2 separate regions of the Anser cygnoides genome follow, and region 2 is linked to region 1. The links are chromatin contacts, called in public Hi-C maps. All regions are on one chromosome and are shown on one strand. The core of a region is the stretch at or near the end of the contact, and the rest is flanking DNA. Distances in the headings are between cores, read along the strand shown.

The links. Hi-C and Micro-C count contacts between places; a contact is called where the count stands out from the background.
Region 2: a Hi-C map of liver shows a contact between it and region 1, with 11 times the contacts expected there. The contact joins two enhancer-like sites. A contact is called at or near these places in 2 of 7 Hi-C or Micro-C datasets (both in liver).

What each region holds. Positions count from the first base shown.
Region 1 is chr2:113,649,356-113,652,079 of Taihu_goose_T2T_genome, reverse strand. No RefSeq gene overlaps it. Among named protein-coding and RNA genes, the nearest start is that of GATA6, 39 kb to the left of the region's middle. Within about 2 kb of position 1,414, at least 2 of the 3 cell types and tissues checked have open chromatin away from gene starts, as enhancers often do. A contact at or near this core is called in liver, where this site is marked.
Region 2 is chr2:113,942,046-113,944,769 of Taihu_goose_T2T_genome, reverse strand. No RefSeq gene overlaps it. Among named protein-coding and RNA genes, the nearest start is that of CABLES1, 13 kb to the left of the region's middle. Within about 2 kb of position 1,364, at least 2 of the 3 cell types and tissues checked have open chromatin away from gene starts, as enhancers often do. A contact at or near this core is called in liver, where this site is marked.

The DNA of each region.
Region 1 (2,724 bases), core at 165-2,664:
ACACAGGAGAAAAAAGTGCTTTTTAATGTAAAATTTAATGTAAAAACAACAACAAAACAGGAAAATGTTGAGAGAGTATCAGAAGTTTCTCCAAGAAATTTCTTCTTCCAAAGATGAGCTCTGAAATTTCTTCTCCTCTTTATTTTCATCTACATATTTTCAGCTTAGGTATTTCTTTTTTTGCAAGTAGCCATGCAAATGCTTAGCAGCTCCTGAGGGCACGTGAAACCCAACTCACCCCTTAAACTCCTCAGAGACAGCACTCAGTAATGCGAAGTATGAGATGATTACTTATTATATTCACACACCATCATGTAATTAAAACTTTATCTGAAGAAGAGAGAGGGGAAACCTCAGAGTTGATTTCATGTGGCTATCAGTGAAAATTTTTAATTGCTGTTATGTCCGCTCACATTTTTTCATACGTACTTCTAGGGTACAGTGAGGGGAAAGCTCACCACTGTAGCATGCCATTCACAGCATGGTATGAGGTTAGTTTTTTTTTTCTTTCTTTCTTTCTTTCTTCCTTTTTTTTTTTTTTTTGCAAGTGTTTCACATTTTTCCAATAGATGTGGGCAAAGTTTTGTGTAATTTTCCAGTGACCTTGATTATGCAATTCTGTGTGGCTGCTGCCCCAGGCGACATCAAAGATGCCACTCTTGTTATCAGGTCGTGGGCAGCCCCAGGGTGCTAGGGACACCCTGAGGGCACCTGGCCATGCCAGGGGCAGATGGCCCTCCATCCTGCCTTGATTGATGAGCTTGACCTGGGGAAACTCTTATTGCTCCTACTCCACTCTTTTTTTTAAAGCAGGTTAAAGCTGGCAGGCATAAATCTCACAGAGGCATCATCAGACAGGTGATCATACCCCCAAAACTCAAGGTATTTACGCCCCCCTCCAAATAGAGAGGGTGGTCCCAACCCAGCTTATCACATGCTTACCTCCAAACGGGGGCTCTAACCCCACTGAAGTCAAAGGGTTAAACTGGGCCTCCTTTGAAGTCTGCAGTGCAAACCTTCATCCCAACCGGGCCGTTCCTCCCCCCAGCGCTAAGTGCTTTGATGAATCAGCGCTGAAGCACCCAAACGAGGTGCAAAGCAACATCTCCTCCCTAGCATGGCAGGCCCAACCCTCACGAAGGATGATGGAGCTGTGGCCAGGGCATGGCCCTTCCACGCTTGCTCTCAGGGCCCATCATGGATAACAGTGGGAAATCCCACATGTGTTAAATCCACGATCCTCTCCACAGCCTGGCCACCATCACACAACTAAGGGTGACGACCTTGCAGAGGCCATCAGAAGGAAGCAGCACGGGAGTTACTGGTCTTGCTCAATAAACTCGCCAACCTCACTGTCAGCAACGGGTTACAGGAACGGGAGAAACCAACAGCAGATCAGAAGTGCGAAAATGCTGCTAATGTTGCAAAAAAAAACCCTCCCATCACAGATGGATTATTTTTAACTGTTACCATAATTTAAACCTCACCCCCCCAAAAGGCGAAAGTCACCTACACCCAGAGTTTCAGATGGTTCAGTGTTAGATATTTCCGGGGTAGGACCTGGAAAACCAACCTACGAGAGGTTTCTACCCGCTTCTCTTTGAGTACTCCTCTCCATTTTTTGTTCCCTTTTCCACAATTTCTTTTCCTTGCAAGCCTGGGAGGAAGGTTTGAGCAACCAGGTGATCTGTCTCCCAAGTGTTTGGTGTGATGAAGCGGAGAGGAATGGAAATCACCCACTCATCCTGGATTTTCAGAATTGCTTTGCTTTGCATCATGTTTCCTGCTACACCAGTAAAGAAGCATCTTTTTTTTTTTTTTTTTTTTTTTTTTTTTTTAAAGCAGAAAACTGAGTGAAAAATAAGAAGGAAGAAAAAAGAAAAGATAAGCTCTGGTCAATCAAGCCCCAGCTCTCTTGTCTCCAGTTTGTGATATGTTTTATGATCTCAGACACAACAGATTGTGAGCCTGCAATGTTTGGAAATGGTAGATGATTAAACCTTCTGGCCAGGTGTAAATGCAACCTTTGTCTTCTGCTCACTGTGTGAGAATCACCTTCCTTCTCAAAGTCCCCGGCTGGCCCTGGTCTCATCAGTGTTACAAACATCCCCTGCCTGGAGTCACAGCCACCATGCACTGCCACTTTATTTCTAATCTATAAATGCACCAATGCAATCCATACCACCTGAATTTTCCTGAGCTACAGAAAAGAAAAAAAAATGCCAAGCAAGCTACTAAAAATTTGAAAGAATGTGGCCTGTGAGTTTTTCTACTTCTTCTGCTGGGGGGATTTTGTACCAGGTAAATAATAAAAAATGTGTAATGATTGACTAGGCTTTTAAACCTGAACTGAAGGTAAGTTTGTCTTGCTGTTCCAGTTAAATATTCTCACTAGCCCCCTTCTCTTTCTCCAGTTTATCATGCCACAAAGTCCCTTTCAGCCTGATTCATTCTTTATTCTTTAGAAATTTGGGCAACAGTCAAATCTGACCTTTAGAGCCATAAACAAATTAAATTGTTTCACAACCAAATAATACGAAACAATATTGAATAGCTCAGCTTCCGCCGAGTTTCCTCTTAAAGAGAAAGAAGCCCCAGAACAGCACGACACCGAAAAATGGAAGATAGAGAGATGGAGCACGAGTGATGGGGAAACACTGGAGCACAAGTGGTGTTCATACAAGCGATGGGGAAACACTGGGGTCTGGCTCCGGACTGGCAGAC
Region 2 (2,724 bases), core at 115-2,614, 290 kb before region 1:
GCTTTGTGCATACGTTGTAATTAAGTCACTAGGCAAGAGCGTTGTTTTTTTCTCTATTTTTAGTTTGTTTTGTTTGTGTTTTAATTATTATTATTTTTTTGGAGCCAAATTCTAAAGTCCATGTTTAGGGCCGCACACACTCAAATTTCCTTTAATTCTTGATAGGGGGAAAAAAACTGAGTCATGACCTTACAGTCCGAATGCGAGCAAACAATCTGTTACGGCAAACACACGGGGGGAAAAAAAACAATGATTCAAGGCAACAAGATCCTCAACTTGAGATCATCATTTTCACAAAGGCAGGGGGTAACAGCTGTCTGGTGATCACGGGATTAGATCTTTCCGCTGTTCCTGGAGTGACCTTAAATAAAACCCCCGATGCCGGCATGGCCGAGGCAGGCAGGGGCGGCGGGGATAAATCCCCGTGCAGCCCTTCGCAGCGTGCCGGGGCAGCAGCAGTGCCCATGCTCCCGGCTTTGGGGAGGTTTCTGGAGCTTTCACTTCTCACCCACGTTTGTGGATTTGTGCCATTAGGTCCAGAGCCTGGGGATTTAAACAGCCCCCCTCGTGCCGCGGTTATTTTGCTAAAATCATAGGCGAGAGGTCCCTGTCCCGCTGAAGGTGTAACTGAGAGGCATTACGAACACAGGGCTTACTTCCAAGATGTCTGTCTTTTTTTTTTTTTTTGGTTAAAAAAAAATCCTTGGATTTATGAAGCTTATTTTGTGCTAGATGTAAAAACACGCGTTCTTCCAAGCATGCAGCATGAATGAAAGTGAGCACTGAATTATGCTGACCTTTCAATTCGAAATTTTCCACCGGGTACGATTCCAGGACAAATATTGATTGAACGATCTGTGTGTGTGTGAAGTGTGGCCTGACACCCAGTGCGACCTTCCTCCTCCCTGCCTGATCACCAGCGGTGGCTTTAAGCTTCCTTTTGTACCAAAAACTCGTTTCATAACTGAGTTCCCCCGCTCTTTGGAACCCGGGTTTCTGTGTTTGTTTGCTCACTGAGCTGAAGTCTGTCAGGATATTTCTCTGTTTGGTTTCGTTGTTAGCTTTGTTGCCGTCCGAAATGGCCCGGGGCTGGTTTGTTCAAGGCTATTTTTCTGGGAGAGCTAGCAGAGGGTTTCGTGCTCTGCATGTTCGCCGGTGTCACCACGTGTGATTTTTGCCCCATTATGTGCTGCTCGCCCGCTCAGGCCAGAGGCACGTTGTGTTTGCACACGCGCTGGGCTCCGCTGCTTGTAGCATCCAAGTCTGGGAAAATGTCTTCCTGATGGGAGATTTTTTCCCTGAATTCTCATATTTGCAATTCCTATAGAAAATTATGTATTTTTTTGAGGTCACAAGAGAGCAATTTTCAAAATTGCTCTTAAAGTTGTGGAAGAAGGATGGCATTGAGCCCCTCCTCAAACTGCGCTCTGTTTTTGGAGTAGAAACAAAGGCACGTATGCCTGTTGTGGTATAGCAGGTTCCTCCAGCGAGGACAGATTTGGTCCCCAGCAAGTACTTTGCAGCAATGCAATCTGCCTTGGCAGGGACAGTGCAAAGGCCACGTGCACCTTCTGCACTCCCTGTAGCACTGATCCCGCAGGATGGCACTTTGCATGGGTGAGTCGGGCCTCCAATGATATATATATATATGCTATGTATATATATGCTATATATATATGCTGATATTTTTAGATGCTGCTGATTTTTTGGGATTCGGGGCTCACAGAGGCGATGTGGCAGGTAGAGAGGGAAGGGGGTCAGGGCCGCCAGCTTGGCCAAAGCTGGGGAAATGCTGGGTGCAGTAGAGGAAAGGCATGTGGATGAGACACTCTTAGGGATGCTCTTTATTAGAGGGAAAGAATAAAAATATGATAATTGACATTATAATTGGTTTTCAAAAACCCAGAGAGCAAGGAGCATGCCAGGAGGCTTCCCAGAGGAAAGCTAGGGTGGGAGCTGGAGCCTGGATTTATTTGTCCTTCATTCATGCCCTCACAAAAACTACCGATGTCCAGGCCTCCAGCTCCCACCAAGGATGTGCGCATCCGTGGAGCACACGTTGCTGCCTTCTGACCCTTATAAGAACCAGTATTATTTCTTCTCATGTTAATGAGAAATATTCATAGTGGTTTCTTCTAAGATTATGATTCTTACTTCTATATATAATATATATTTAAAATATAAACACATACAGACTATATATATGCATGCATATATATATATCTATATATCCCTTCCCCCCTCCCCGTTTTCCTTCTCTTCTCACAGACCAAACGGTCCCAGGGAGAGGACAGCAACTTTCCATCACAAATGCTTTTCCTGTGACTGTTTCTTGTTTTCTGAGCCTGCCACATGAAAGTAGACATAATATTTTCATTTGTCTATAAATAAACAGAAATCTGACTTCCAGAAAGCGTTAGCGCAGCAAGTCGAGTGTCAAGGCAGAAAGGCCCTCATGTTCTCCACTGCTGAGCCCCGCCGTGTACCCCGAGGTTGTGCTGGGACCCGGGGATGTTCATGAGGAAACACAGACACCCCCAACCTAAAATACAACAGCGAGGCCTGGTTGTGGAAGAGACAGGTCCTAAAACAAGGCCTAGGAAGCTGCTTTCACCGTGGCTTTTTCTGTATTCCTTCTTTCAGTCACAGCTGTGGTTTTGTGGACCTCCAAGCAGATGTATTGGTCTTCCCATGGCTATCAGAAAACACTTCTTTACTGTGAGG